Linked DNA regions of Mus musculus: regions 2, 3 and 4 are each linked to region 1. The links are chromatin contacts, called in public promoter capture Hi-C maps. All regions are on one chromosome and are shown on one strand. The core of a region is the stretch at or near the end of the contact, and the rest is flanking DNA. Distances in the headings are between cores, read along the strand shown.

Region 1 (3,230 bases), core at 481-2,980:
CAATGACCATTTAGTAAGTTTATCAATGCTCACGGCAGCTAGAGGGAAAGCACTGATCTTACATTACCAAATGGAGCATCCCATAAGACCAAAGAGTTACACCCTAGGACTACATAATCATCCAAACAGGTCTGACTTCCTGCCACGGACACACCAGGATCCACTCACGCACTGCAATTTCTAAAAGATATGTTTTTCTCATTATAAAAACATTATGATGTATTGGGGCTAGAGAGCTGGCTCGGTGGTGGTTAGGAGTGCTTTCTATTCTTCCAGCGGACTCATGTTCTCAGCAACTATATTAGGTGGCTCACAAGTGTCTAGAACTATGGTTACAGCAGATCCAGTGCTCTCTTCTGGTCTCTATAGGCACCAGCTCACAAGTGGCATATACAAACACACACATATCCGAATAATCTTTGCAGAACATTTTATTTGGGGAAAAAGATTTTTAAAATGGGGGGGGGGGATCCTTACTCTCCTGCTGTAACCACATGAGTGCTTATCTGGGTTCATTTATTTATTACAGAACTGCAGATACACCATAACACGGTTTGAATCTGAACCATGTTCCACAGACTCCTGTTCTCAACACTTGATCCTCGCGCTCTCTGCTTTTGCGCGGCTGCAAGCCAGTCTAGAAACCCCTCTCAGCCTCCAAACCCGCACTCCTGAAGCTTCCCAGACTCCCTTGGACCTATTGGCAGTTCTTTAATGTTTACACCAGGCTGCAGAAATCCAATTGCAGCAACTGTGCTTTGCCCTGATAGGCAGGTTGCTTATTATCTATTTTCTCAGCAGAGTCTTAAGTTTTCGATAGGCAGACATTGCCATCCTCTTTTTTACTCCAGGATTACCATATACACGTGACTTCTAAGTACGTGAAATTCCCGTTTGCTCGGTGGAGGACGCCAAGGAGTTCTCTGCCTCTTTGCAGGCAAAACAGGACGCCAGATGGGAGCAGCCTTACATTTAGACACAAATTAGCAAATCCTGACTGGCAACAAGTTGAAACCAGCTGGACAAGTCCAGAGAAGCAATCAGATGTGGGAGGAGGGCCCTGCTGAGATTCAAGACAAGCGCCTCCCTTCTCCGGTTCTAGGAAGTTTCCCTGCTTCGCGTGGTCTGCACTGCGGGCCTAAGAAGAGTGGGCTGCTGAGGGAGGGAGGAAGGCGCGCCCTGCAGGCCAGGAAGGGCCATCTGCATCACGTGATGGCACCACTGCGCTCCGTGGGACCCCACAGGCGCCGTTTACTCTACTTACCCTTACATCTGTCACCGGGCGGGACCTGTGGCCCAGCCTTTGGAGTTAGTCACCCAACGGTCCTGAGTGGCACCTCCCGCCCCCGTGGGTGTCAGGGAGGAGGGAAGGGACGCCGATGGGAGGGGAGAGAAGACGACACCCGCAGTGGGGAGATGGCCACGTGTGGGGACAGGGACGCGCGGGGACGGCAACGGGCGCTGACCTGGCGGCGAGCTAGTGAAGTTCCGGCCGTCCGAGTCCACCGACTGCAGGAAGAAGTAGCGCACGGGCAGGACGGCGGCGGCCTGCAACCCAGGGCCCCACGCCAGGCTCCGCGGTGCGCTCACGCGCGCCCCGGCCCCCGCCGCCACCAGCAGGGCGAGCTGCAGCCCCAGCGGCAGGGCCTGCATGGTCGCCGGCTCTCAGCTCCGCTGGCCAGGGAGGAGCTGGAGCGCCGGGCCGAGGGGACACCCGAGGGCGGGCCTCTGGCTAGAGCCGCCCCGGGCGGGCCGGGCGCGCGCCCGGACCCCGACTGGCTCGTGTACCGCGCCCAGGCCTTACGCTCCTAGTCATCCCTACACTAGTTGCCTGAGTTTGCCAGTCTGGAGAAAGGCAGGGTGTGCTTGTTTTAAAATTGTTACCTCTTTTCTTTTTCTTCTTCTTGTTCTTCCTTTTCTTGTTCTTCCTTCTTTTCTTCTTCTTCTTCTTCTTCTTCTTCTTCTTCTTCTTCTTCTTCTTCTTCTTCTTCTCCTTCTCCTTCTCCTTCTCCTTCTCCTTCTCCTTCTCCTTCTCCTTCTCCTTCTCCTTCTCCTTCTCCTTCTCCTTCTCCTTCTCCTTCTCCTTCTCCTTCTCCTTCTCCTTCTCCTTCTCCTTCTCCTCCTCCTCCTCCTCCTCCTCCTCCTCCTCCTCCTCCTCCCCCTTTTCTTCTTCTATATTTTATTGTTTCTCCTTTTGAGAAGGAAGTCTCCCTCTGTATCTCAGGCTGGTTTTGAACTGATGACAATCCTTCCACCCCAGCCTCCTCCAGTAGAGGGAAATTAAAGGTGTGTAAGCCAAGCCACCTTGCCTTGTGGAGAAAACTGGTTGAGTTGGGGTTTTCCCTATGTATCTCCTACTGCCTTGGAACTCTCTATATATGTATATAGACTGGCTGATCTTTAACTCACTGTCATCCACCTGCCTCTGTGTCCCAGGTATTGGGATCAAAGGTGTGCACTACACCCAGACAGAAAAGGGTTGGAAACATGGCTTATTATAAATGCACATCAGGGTTTGGTTTCCAGTGCCACAGTGGAACAAGAGGAATAGCTTCCCTGTGAGGAATTCCCCTAGTCTTTGTTCACACACCGGCCCACCTGTTCCGTATATTTGTGATTGGCAGCCTACTACCCTGAAGTCCCTTATCTTTCGGTGTTTCCTGTGTAGGGCACTTGGGCAGCAGAAGGCAGGGTCTGGGCAAGCGTCTCAGTAGAGTTGGGCACCTATCCTTCCCTGCCCACTATGCCCTGGGCACCCCACTCCTGAGCATCAAGAGCCGGGAAGAACAGCCCCACAGCCCCCGTTTGTTCACTCTTGCTAATTATTTTTTCTTTTTATCTGAGTTTTAGGAACTAATTATTCTTCCCAGGATGAGAAATCTGGAAGAATTCATCCTGCAGAATGGGCAGAGATCTTCCTGGTAGATCTCAACCCAGAGCTTATCAGAACCAGGCCCCAGGCTTTAATTGGGCTCCTGAGCATTTTGAGCTCCGGCCCAGGTCACCAACCCAATTACCAATCATAGGCGAGTATAGAGGCCAGCAGGAAGAAATCGGCAGATGCCCATATGCACTCTACAGCGCTGGGGTCTCAGGTTAGCCCCTGGACGTTATAGACAGCGCTCTTTAGACGCATCATTAGGAACTGGGAATAAGTCACTTGTAAATTGCAGGGCAGCAGTGTAGTGTAACTTAGTGTGATTTCCAATGGCTTGTTTCCTGGGGTCGTT
Region 2 (3,230 bases), core at 276-2,775, 1.3 Mb after region 1:
TCGTCCCTCCAAACAAGTGCTTCTAGGTCTCGAGTGTGGTTCCTAGGGAAGGAGCCTTGGTCTCACCCAGGAATGTGATAGCAATGGAGATGCTTGAGGCAGGGCTGTGGTCTGTCTGCTCTACCACAAAGTCCGAGAAAGGATTCCAGCAAGTTTCTTAGCAAACCTTCCAGGTGAGTCAGATGTACATTAAATGAGAGACACAGGACAAGAGCAACGAAGCAGGAGATTGCATAGGTGGGGGTGAGAATTACAGTGCACCTGGCAGAAGCTCCTTGCTGGAGAATGCAGATCTAGCTGGGGTAGCTCAACCTCCTGTCTACCACTGAATTCCAAAAAGGCAGACCCCCCCCCTCCAAGTGGGGGAAACTAGACTTTCTGCAGACAGCCAGCTCCCCCAAAAGAAAACATGAGAAACAGTGTTGTCCACAAACTCTGCAGTCAACGCCTGCATCTTCCCGGGAAGGAATGCAGAATGCATCTTGAGCCAGGGCCAGAGTGCTCATCTTATGTACGGGTTCTCTGGGGAGGAGGGAAACCTCCCTAGCCATGTGTTCCTTCAGGGAGCATGTGAGGATGTTGGCACCTGGAAGATGTTGTCTTCTCTCTCTCCCATGGCAACACTGTGGGCTTTGGGGTTCTGAGCCATCAACTTCCAGTCCATCTGTCCAGTGATATGAGAAGAGTCATAAAAGCAGCGTGGGCAGAGGGCCTGCTGTGTTATGCCTCTGTGTAGGGTGCTGGGCTTGGTGAGCACTGAACACAACACTCTTAATCCTCCTGCCTCGGTGGCCTATCTGTGCTGTCCAGTCACCTTCTGTTTAATAGTAAAAGCCGGTGACTTCTTTCCCTTTTCCAAGACATATTACAAACAGAAATTAGGTGTAGAAATGGAGGTATATGGTTCATTCCTTCATTTCAAACACCCTAGTCTACAGCAGAAGAGTAAGGTCCCTGGCTGGAGCAACTGCTTCAAGGTTCAAGCCCCGATCCCCACTAATTTACAGCAGATCACACACTGCAGCTCCAGGCTTCTCACCTGCTGAGGAAATCGTTAAGCCTCCTCAGCCTCTGCTTCCAGGCAGTCTCCCAAAGCACTACCCATCCCCTACCGCAGCATATCGTTTCCAGTGGCTTCTGCCTGTGTCAGTCACTAGCCCCAGCCAGGAAGGATCTGTCCAGAAAAGCAGCATTGGTTGTGGCTGGCAGGCTCTCTCTTGAGCAGAAGACTGGAGTCTCTGGAGGGTCTGCTAAGAAATGGAATTAAGAGTGGCGTTGATACAGCATGGCCGTGGTCAGTAGCTCACAGCCTAATGAGTCCGACGGGCTTCTGGTCCTTATTTATTTATTTATTTATTTATATACACAAAAAGTGGCCTTCCCAGTACTCCCAAACCCTCCCTCACCACAGTATGTTCCAATCTAGTTGTTTGCCAATTTCTGTGTGTGGCCAAGGAGAGGCCTACTGAGAAATTCGATAAGCTATCACCACTACAGCAAAGCACATGATTATCTTTTAAGTTATAAAAAATGCTGATATCAAAGGTCTTTAAGTGCAAGAGAGGACAGTGTGAATAAACACTCCTCGATAGTAGATAAACAGTGCTGTTGATAAAGGGCTGTCTGATCATGTGCCCTCTGTATAGCTCTCATACCCTGAAAACCTCTCTGATCAATGAAAAAAACATCTATTGTGACAGAGCTTGTATGTATTTTTATGAAAACTCTTTAAAGTTTACCTCTGTGCCTGGCAAGTACCTGACACATTCTTTGCAGGCACAACACTTTCCTAAGGTGACAGTTTGCAATGTGACTCAGCTACCTGAACAGTCACCCTAATGTCAGACTGCTGAGTCACATTGCAAACTGTCACCCAATGCTTCAGTCCTCGTACATTCAAACCTCCCTCAGCCAGGCCGGGTGCCACTGCATGAATTACTAATGCCGCCTCACATCCCAGCTCTGCCCTGAGCCCTCCTCACCCTTCTCCAAACCCTGACCTGCGTCATCTTAATAACACTTAGTGCAACTGGAGAAGACAAGAAACTGAGACAAAGCAAGGAGGTCCTAGTGGTCGAGAGGACCTGTTAGCGAGGGTTATAGCCACTGCCTGCCACGGGGTGCAGAGAGAACTGCAAACCCAGGCTCCAGATGACATTAGAATATATTTATTGCTATATGTATATACAATTATACAAACAGCCCAGATGGGAGCCGTATGTCACATCGATTTCTGCAGATTCCACAGGAATACACATGGAAGGGGGTTCACGCCACCAAGTTTGTTCTCTAAGTCGCATACATTTTTTTAAAAAAAGAAAGTTGTAAAGTCTTGAAAATTCTTCCCATATAGTCCATCTTATGAGCTAATTAATCATGCAGAAAAAGGTGTTGGGGGAGGGGCAGCCCAGGGGCTTTCCAGAGGCTTATGCCTGCCAGCATGTTCGAGAAAGTGGTATCTCAAAGCCAAGCTTAGCAGATGTTGACTCAGGACTACAGGGCTGCAGACATCCCAAGTCCCGGTCCATCTCCTGAGGTCTGACTCTAGGAAAGGCAGTGAAGAAGTACAGGAAGGCAGGAGCAGGAAGAGCGAAACCCATAACAAACAGGCGAGGGAAGAAGCATCAGCAAGCGCCCTGGTTGATGAAGATAGCAGAGTGTGTGTGTGTTCAAGACTCAGGGCTGTCTCAGTCCATCTTAGTCTAAAGCCCACCGTGGGTCAGCCACCTGGGACCTGCACAGAAAGAGGACAGGACAGTCAGGGAGAAAGAAGAAACTTCAACTTAAATAGTACCAGGACGGGTTGCCAAGGGCACGGCCTTGAGAGTTCTTGTTTAGCACTCTGGAAATGTTCAGGGGCTGTGCAGGGGGGTGGAACGCAGCTGAGAAGAGGCCAGGGGGCACAGGCTGCTCTCTGACTCAGCTGGGCCTCAGCTGGGCTGGAACTGTTCAGGGCCTCAAAAGAAATCAACCACAGGCTTGGGGACATTCTGGCCCCAGAATCACGTGATGGAAGTGAAGTCACAGTCACAGGCATTTCTGCTATGAAGGAGAGGGTAGGGAGGAGAACCCGAGGAGTGGGCACATCTGCTGACACTAGCTCCGTGCGGCACACACCTCAGGTCACTTCCTACTTCAAGGACCCCACCCAGAGAGACCTTGTGCAGAGAACCTAAGGCCTGAATGTTGAGAACGAGAAGCTGTGTGATCCACACTGACGCACTGAGCCA
Region 3 (3,230 bases), core at 290-2,789, 1.2 Mb before region 1:
CAAGTCCCAGGGGAGCATCTTCTGACCCTATGGCCAATAAGTTCTGAACTCTTGTGGATTTCTTACAGGGCTAAAGGAAAAAGCAATTTTCCAGGACGCTCTTTACTACTTAGCCTTATTTAGTCCCCCAAGGCTGACTACACCTAGCAACATGAATCAGGTAGAGTGTGTAAGCCCAGACATTAAAGGACTGACTTGTTGCTACACCTTTAAAACCAAATGTGACCTAACAGCATCTCAAGCAAAAGTGGGTCTGAACATAGTGACAACGTAGATTCTAGTCACCAAACAAAAAAGCCTAGTTACTGATGTCCCAGAATCACTGTCTGCTTGATCACTGCCAAGACAGATACATCGATAGCTAGGAAAGCTTCAGGCTTTCATGTCCTTCTACATGGAATAGGTGCTTTCATGCAGAAATACCTGTGACACAAGCACATGTATCTTACAGGTGGGTTCGCAGATGTTAAATAGTTTGCAGAGGATACACAATTGGCCAATGGCTTTGTCAGGATTTAAAATTAAGAACCCCTAAATTGAATTATTAATAAACAATAGTGCATCTCCAAACCTCTCTTTAAAGGAGAAGGGCAATACAAATTTCATTTAAAAATCTGCATTGCTTATAGCAGACTTCTAGAGAGCCACCCACGACGGCATCAGATGACCTACGGCCTGGTCAGTACTATATCCATAATTAGCTAAGTGACCTTGGCCACCGGAGAGACAGAAAATCAAAATACCTCGGGTTTCTCTCAAAGATGACAATGACCTCCTGTATGACCTTGAGCAAATTTGTCTTCGAGGGCAGGTCAGCTCCACCAGGAAACGAAAAGACTGCATATGTAACCTGAAGCGCCTTCCAGCTCTAGTACCTGAACTATCAGGGAGAACTAGAGAGTCCCAGATCGCTGGGTCCCAACAACTGAAGGTGAAAGGACGATGATGCGATCTCCCTGAACGTTCAGAGTATAACTCCAAGGAGCACGATGCCCTGCGTCCTCTGAAGGAGGAATACCTACCAGGGCACCAGGCATCAGACTAGGAAGAGTTCCAAGAGAGAGAAAAATCTGGCTGGCCTAACGGCCCGGGATTCCCTCACCTCGAAAACCCTCTTGCGCCCAGCGTTTACCCGGTCAAAGGCTGAGGGATCAGGGAGGGGCGACCTGGGCATGCTGCCCGGAGACCCGCAGGTGACAGGGCCGCGGGGCCTAGGTGGCCTGTCTGTGACCCTCAAGGGCTCCGGGGGAGGCCTGTGCACCTATCCTGGAGGACACTGGTGGGGACACCCGGAGCAGTACTGGCCGCCTTGACCTTGACGCCGTCCCCGCCCGGCGCGGCTGTCCCGGCTCAGGGCTAGCCACGCACGGCGTGCCGGCCACATTCCCCGAAACACTGCCCGCGGGCCATGAGCCGCCTCCGCGCGCTCGCCTCCGCCATCCATCAGGCGGGATCACAGCCTACTCTCCCTGCTCGCCCTCGAGCTTGCTGCCCTGTAGCGCTCACCTTGGACACCCACGCGGACCCGGCCATCGCGTCCACTTCCCTCACCGCGGCGACAGCGGCAACACCAGGGCGCATGCGCATAGCCCTCTTCCCAAGCCCGCCCCTCACGGCCCCGCCCCGAGGCTCCGTGTGGCCCCGCCCCTAGCTCGGGTCTCTCGATCGCTCACCGCCCCGCTCCGGACCCCGCTGCACAGCTGCCGCTAGCTGACCAATCACCGCCTTCATCTTTTGATGACGCGCGGAGCGGGCCCAGCTGCGACCCGGAAGCCTCCTCCCCTTCCTCCCGCTTCATTCATTGAAAAGCTGTTTGGATGAGTTTTTTGTTTCCGACCTATTAGGGGACCAATCAGCCTTCTTTATTTGGGGGATTGTGCGCCCCTTAAAACTTTGCGGTCCCACTGGGACAAATATCTTGCTTATTTTCAAACATTGTTTTGTTTTGTTTCATTTCTTAAGACAGTATCATGGAGCTTCAAACTGATTATGTAGCTGAGGCTGGGTTTGAACCCCGGACTGCCAGGGGTTCCTCTTTTCTTGCCTCTATCTCCCAGGTACAGGGACTGTAGGCATGCACCACCTCGCCTAACTTGATTCTTACATTTTTTTTTAAATTTTCATTTTTTTGTTTTGTTTTTTGAGACAGGGTTCTTCTGCATAGCCTCAGCTACCCTGAAACTCACTCGCTAGACCAGGCTGGCCTCAAACCTACAGAGATCTGGCCTCTGCCTCCCGAGTTCTGGGATTAAAGGCGTGTTCCACCATCATCTGGCTAATTTTTATTTTTTTTTAATAGCTTTACTGAATAAAAAGCATTTATTAGTCTGCAGAGGACCCGGATTCAGTTCCCAGCACCCTCATGATGGCTCACAAATGTCTGTAACTCCAGATGTAGAGGATCCAGTACCTTCTTCAGGCCTCACAGGGCACCAGATACCAATATGGCACAGGCACCTACATGCAGACAAAACACTCATATACATAAAATAGACAAATCTTTTAAAAAGTACTTGATGTAAATGTACAATCTGAAGTTTTTAGCAAATGTAAGTGTTTTCATAAAATAAATTCAGAAAACACAGCTCTTGGGCTGGGGAGATGGCCCAGTGGGTTAGGTGCTTGTTTCAAAAGCATGAGGACCTGAATTCAATACCCAGTACCCATGTAAAGAGTCAGGAAAGAGTGAGCATCTATAACCCCAGCAATGAAAATCCAGAGCTAGGTGAATCCTGCTGCCATTGCCAGACAGCCTAGCTGATATGATGAGCCCCAGGTTGTTTAGTGAGTGGGAGACCTGTCTCAAAAGCTAAGGTAAGGATACCTACCATGAAGCCATGAAGCACTCAAGCACTCAAGCGCTCTCTCTCTCTCTCCCTCCCTCTCTCTCTCTCTCTCTCTCTCTCTCTCTCTCTCTCTCTCTCTCTCTCCCCCCCACACACACACACCACACTCACATTCTCCATTTACACACTATAACTCTTACTTCAAAAAGAGTAAGAGGGGGTTTAGTCTGACCAAATATAAGTAACTAAGGCCAGGAAACACAGGTTTAGATTACCCCAGTTTCTATGTTTCAACGTGGTAAACAAAAACAAAAACCATGTTGAGGACAAATCAGAGTTTGCAGACTGGCAGTGATGGCCCATGCCTTTAATCCTATCTCTCAGGAGGCAGAGGCAGTTGGATCTGAGTTAGAGACCAACCTGGCCTACAAAGCTAGTTTCAGG
Region 4 (3,230 bases), core at 201-2,700, 1.2 Mb before region 1:
AACCATCTGTACAGCTACAGTGTACTCATATACATAAAATAAATTAATAAATAAATCTTAAAAAAAAAAGAGGGCTGGAGTGATGGCTCAGCAGTTAAGAGCACTGACTACTCTTCCAGAGGTTCTGAGTTCAATTCCTAGAAACCACATGGTGTCTCACAACCATCTGTAATGGGATCTGATGCCCTCTTCTGGTGTGTCTGAAGAGAGCAATGGTGTACTCATTAAAAAAAAAAAAAAAAAAAAAAGAGTAGAACAACACGGCCCCAAAGTGATGTAAGCCAGGCAAAACTGGACAATACTGGTATGTCGCTTTTGTTTGTTTTTTTTTTTGGTGGTGCTAGGGACTGAACCCAGGGCCTCATGAATGTTAGGCTAGCTCTCTGCCACTACACTATTTCTCAGCTAAATTGCTTTTAGTTACTATATTCTGTTTTCTGAGATATAGTCTCATGTACTACAAGTTGGCCTGAATCAGCTAAGGATAACCCTGAACTTCTGATCTTCCTGCCTCTGTCTCGAGGGCTGGGATTACAGGAGACCATACTCATGTAGCTAATCTCAGTTTTGGCAGCCCATGATGGACTTGCCTCCCAGCGGAGCCACCAGGAGCCTTTGACTCAGGTTTCATGCAGCCCAGCTGTCCCAAGAATAGACAGTAAGGACAACTCCATTGCTAGTAGCCTTCCTTGTGGGCCACTGATAGGTCCCAGAGTTGCCAGGACTCCTGAACTTCCGTGTGTCTGGAGGGCTTTTCCTAGCGGTCACCTTGATGGGGCGGCTGAAGATAGCCAATCGTTTAGGAGGGTATTGGTTAACCTCCTCTACCCTGCCTGCATTATTAAATTTCGTGAAGGCCTCACTTAGCAGAGTGGATGTAGGGAGTGATCTAGTTACTTTCCTTAAGGTCTTGAACCAACTGAGTAGTGTAACCTATTGTTACCAGAGCCCATTCCTCTGCTGAGGTAGAGTTTGCTTCGTCTGTTTCCTTTTTTAAAAAGTTATTTTATGATTTGAGTGTTTGACTGCGTGTATGTCGGCTTTTTGAGGATGGACCTGACTTGGGTAATCCCGCAAGCTCAACAACACACCTATTCTCAGTCTAGGATCAGAGGCCGGAGGATTGTGCCTGTTCTACCACACTAATCCATGGGATTTTCAGGCTCACAATCGCCAGGACCGACCCGGGGTGCCAGTCAGTGTGCTGGTTGGAACGGGAGGCGCACTCAGTGTCCAGTAGTCAGGCGGCCCTATGAGGCCACCGCTTGGCCACCTCAGTGTGCTGCAGCAGCATAGACTGAGCAGGCCTCTGTCTCCAGGGAGAAGTCACCTCTCGGGCCCCGCCTCCTTCCACCAGGCTGCGCCTCCGCCCCAATCCGGCCCCCGCCCCCGCCTAGGCCCGCCCCGCCCCCGGCCCCGCCTTTGCCTCCCAGCCCCTGCACCCCTCCCACTGAACTGCGGGACCCAGCGGAGCGGGCCAGGCTAGGCTGGCGACGCTGCCCGCTCCCGGGCTGGCAAGGGCCGCGGGCACCGGGCTCGGGGCTCCAGACGCCGCCGATGGGAAGCAGCACTCGAAAGGGCGAGAGACGACGCCGCGGCCACCCATACCATCGCGGTCACCATGGGGAACAAGCAGACCATCTTCACTGAAGAGCAGCTGGACAACTACCAGGTGAAGCCGGCGCGCCGCGGCCCCTGTAGTCCTCCTTTTTGTCCTTTTCCCAGGCCTCGCAAAAGCGGACTCACAGAGGTTCAAACCCTGCCGCTACCTTCAGCGCGCAGCGTCGCCTTAGGTGGATGACTTCCCCTTGACGAGCCTCAGTTTCCCAGGCCCGGGAATGTTAGAACATTCCAGTTAGAGTATTCTGTCAGATGCGCCTCACCCACCCCGTCTTCTCTTCCTTATTGACCTTCTTTCTGCCCTCCCAAGCTAGACCCCAGTCATTTCTTCCAGCCCACTGGGCATGACCCTCATCCCAGAAAGGGCTTGGTGTAGGGGGAGGACAAGAGGCCCCAAATGCAGGTTACAGGTTGGGGTGTGTTGTTTATATAACTACGTACCCACATCTCTTAACCTATTTTGTGATCCTAGTAGCCCTTTCACCCCGGATTCTTCCAAGTTCAGAGCTAGCTGTCCATATCAATGATCTCACAGCCCCCAGCCATGTGAAAACTTTTCTGTAGGTATGCGAGGGAACCTTATCTCCGGGCTGGCCCAGAGTCTTGCTCAGTTGCTTTAGCTCACCATGTAATGTCTCCGGACTTTCAGGGAACAACAGCTGTGGAGTCTTCTTTTTATCGCCTAATAGGTTAGGAGTGTTATGTCATATGTATTCCTATCTTAGATGTGTGCAACTTTTGTGAATATTCAGTTAGCGTGGAGCGGTTACCTCCAGTGTGACCCAAGTGATAGGATATGTATTGAGAAGAGCTCTAGTGGACAGGGGAGGTCAATAGCTCTTGGTTTGACTAGAAGGTTCAGAAAGAGTGCAGAGCTTGCATGAGGACTTGGGAAGTCAGGATTTTTTTTTCTGCCAGAAAGTTCTGGAAGGAGGCGTTTTAAGTGGAGGTAGATGCAGGCAAAATAGCCCAAACCCAGGAGAGAAGAGTGGTCTGGGGAGAGTGGGGAGCCTGCATCCCCATTAGGACCAGCCCGGCATTGGGTCAGACCCAGTCCAGTGTTGAGTTCTGATCCTTTGCCAGGGCCCAGCTAGACCCTGCCAGGGGAAGGAGAGCCATGAAACACGAGAGCCCCACATCTCCTTTCCTCTGGCTCTCTAGCATGCCCAACCCGGGCCGCATGGGGGCCCCAGGGTTACATTCCCTTTTCCAAGTAACTCTGGGCTTCCTGGAACTTCGCAGTCTGGTGGTCTTCCCTCCCTGAGGCCAGATGCCCGGTTTCCTGCTCGCCAGATGCCCCTGCAAGATGCCCAAAGTTTCGGCTACCGCCCTGGCCACGTATGTGCATGGCACACTCCTCTCTCATCCTCTCACGTGCCTACGCAGGGCTCGCTGCCCCCCCCCCCCCCCGTCCGCCATCCCAATGCTATGCTTCAGCCCATGCCTTCAGTTAAGAACTAGCCCCACATATGACTCAGCCTTCTTTGCATCTCACCTTGAGATCCCCTCATCCATCTCAAGACTGTGACCCTGGCCAGCCCTCCAAAGCCTCCTGGGGACAGAGGTCTAACTGGAGCTTCCTGGTCCTGTGGTCTTCTCTTTTGTCCCTC

What was found. Promoter capture Hi-C pulls out the DNA fragments that hold promoters and counts their contacts. Capture Hi-C pulls out chosen DNA fragments and counts their contacts.
Region 2: a promoter capture Hi-C map of liver shows a contact between it and region 1, with 3 times the contacts expected there. The contact joins the enhancer-like site here to the promoter of Poglut3 in region 1. A contact is called at or near these places in 2 of 39 promoter capture datasets (hippocampal neurons and liver) and 2 of 115 datasets of contacts at active chromatin or transcription factors (cardiomyocytes and embryonic stem cells).
Region 3: a contact with region 1 is called in a promoter capture Hi-C map of liver, with 6 times the contacts expected there. The contact joins the promoter of Idh3a here to the promoter of Poglut3 in region 1. A contact is called at or near these places in 2 of 39 promoter capture datasets (liver and pre-B cells).
Region 4: a contact with region 1 is called in a promoter capture Hi-C map of pancreatic islet. The contact joins the promoter of Cib2 here to the promoter of Poglut3 in region 1. A contact is called at or near these places in 2 of 39 promoter capture datasets (both in liver) and 1 of 9 other capture datasets (pancreatic islet).

Annotation. Positions count from the first base shown.
Region 1 is chr9:53,382,523-53,385,752 of GRCm38.p6, reverse strand. It overlaps Poglut3 (protein O-glucosyltransferase 3), which reads right to left and starts at 1,730. Exons shown (of 8, transcript NM_212445.2): 1 at 1,467-1,730. The coding sequence starts at 1,653.
Region 2 is chr9:52,102,341-52,105,570 of GRCm38.p6, reverse strand. No RefSeq gene overlaps it. Among named protein-coding and RNA genes, the nearest start is that of Mir6244, 12 kb to the left of the region's middle. Within about 2 kb of position 1,525, at least 57 of the 459 cell types and tissues checked have an H3K27ac peak or open chromatin away from gene starts, as enhancers often do. A contact at or near this core is called in liver, where this site is marked.
Region 3 is chr9:54,584,820-54,588,049 of GRCm38.p6, reverse strand. Idh3a (isocitrate dehydrogenase 3 (NAD+) alpha) reads right to left here and starts at 1,539. Exons shown (of 11, transcript NM_029573.2): 1 at 1,507-1,539. The coding sequence starts at 1,533.
Region 4 is chr9:54,558,410-54,561,639 of GRCm38.p6, reverse strand. It overlaps Cib2 (calcium and integrin binding family member 2), which reads left to right and starts at 1,450. Exons shown (of 6, transcript NM_019686.6): 1 at 1,450-1,672. The coding sequence starts at 1,622.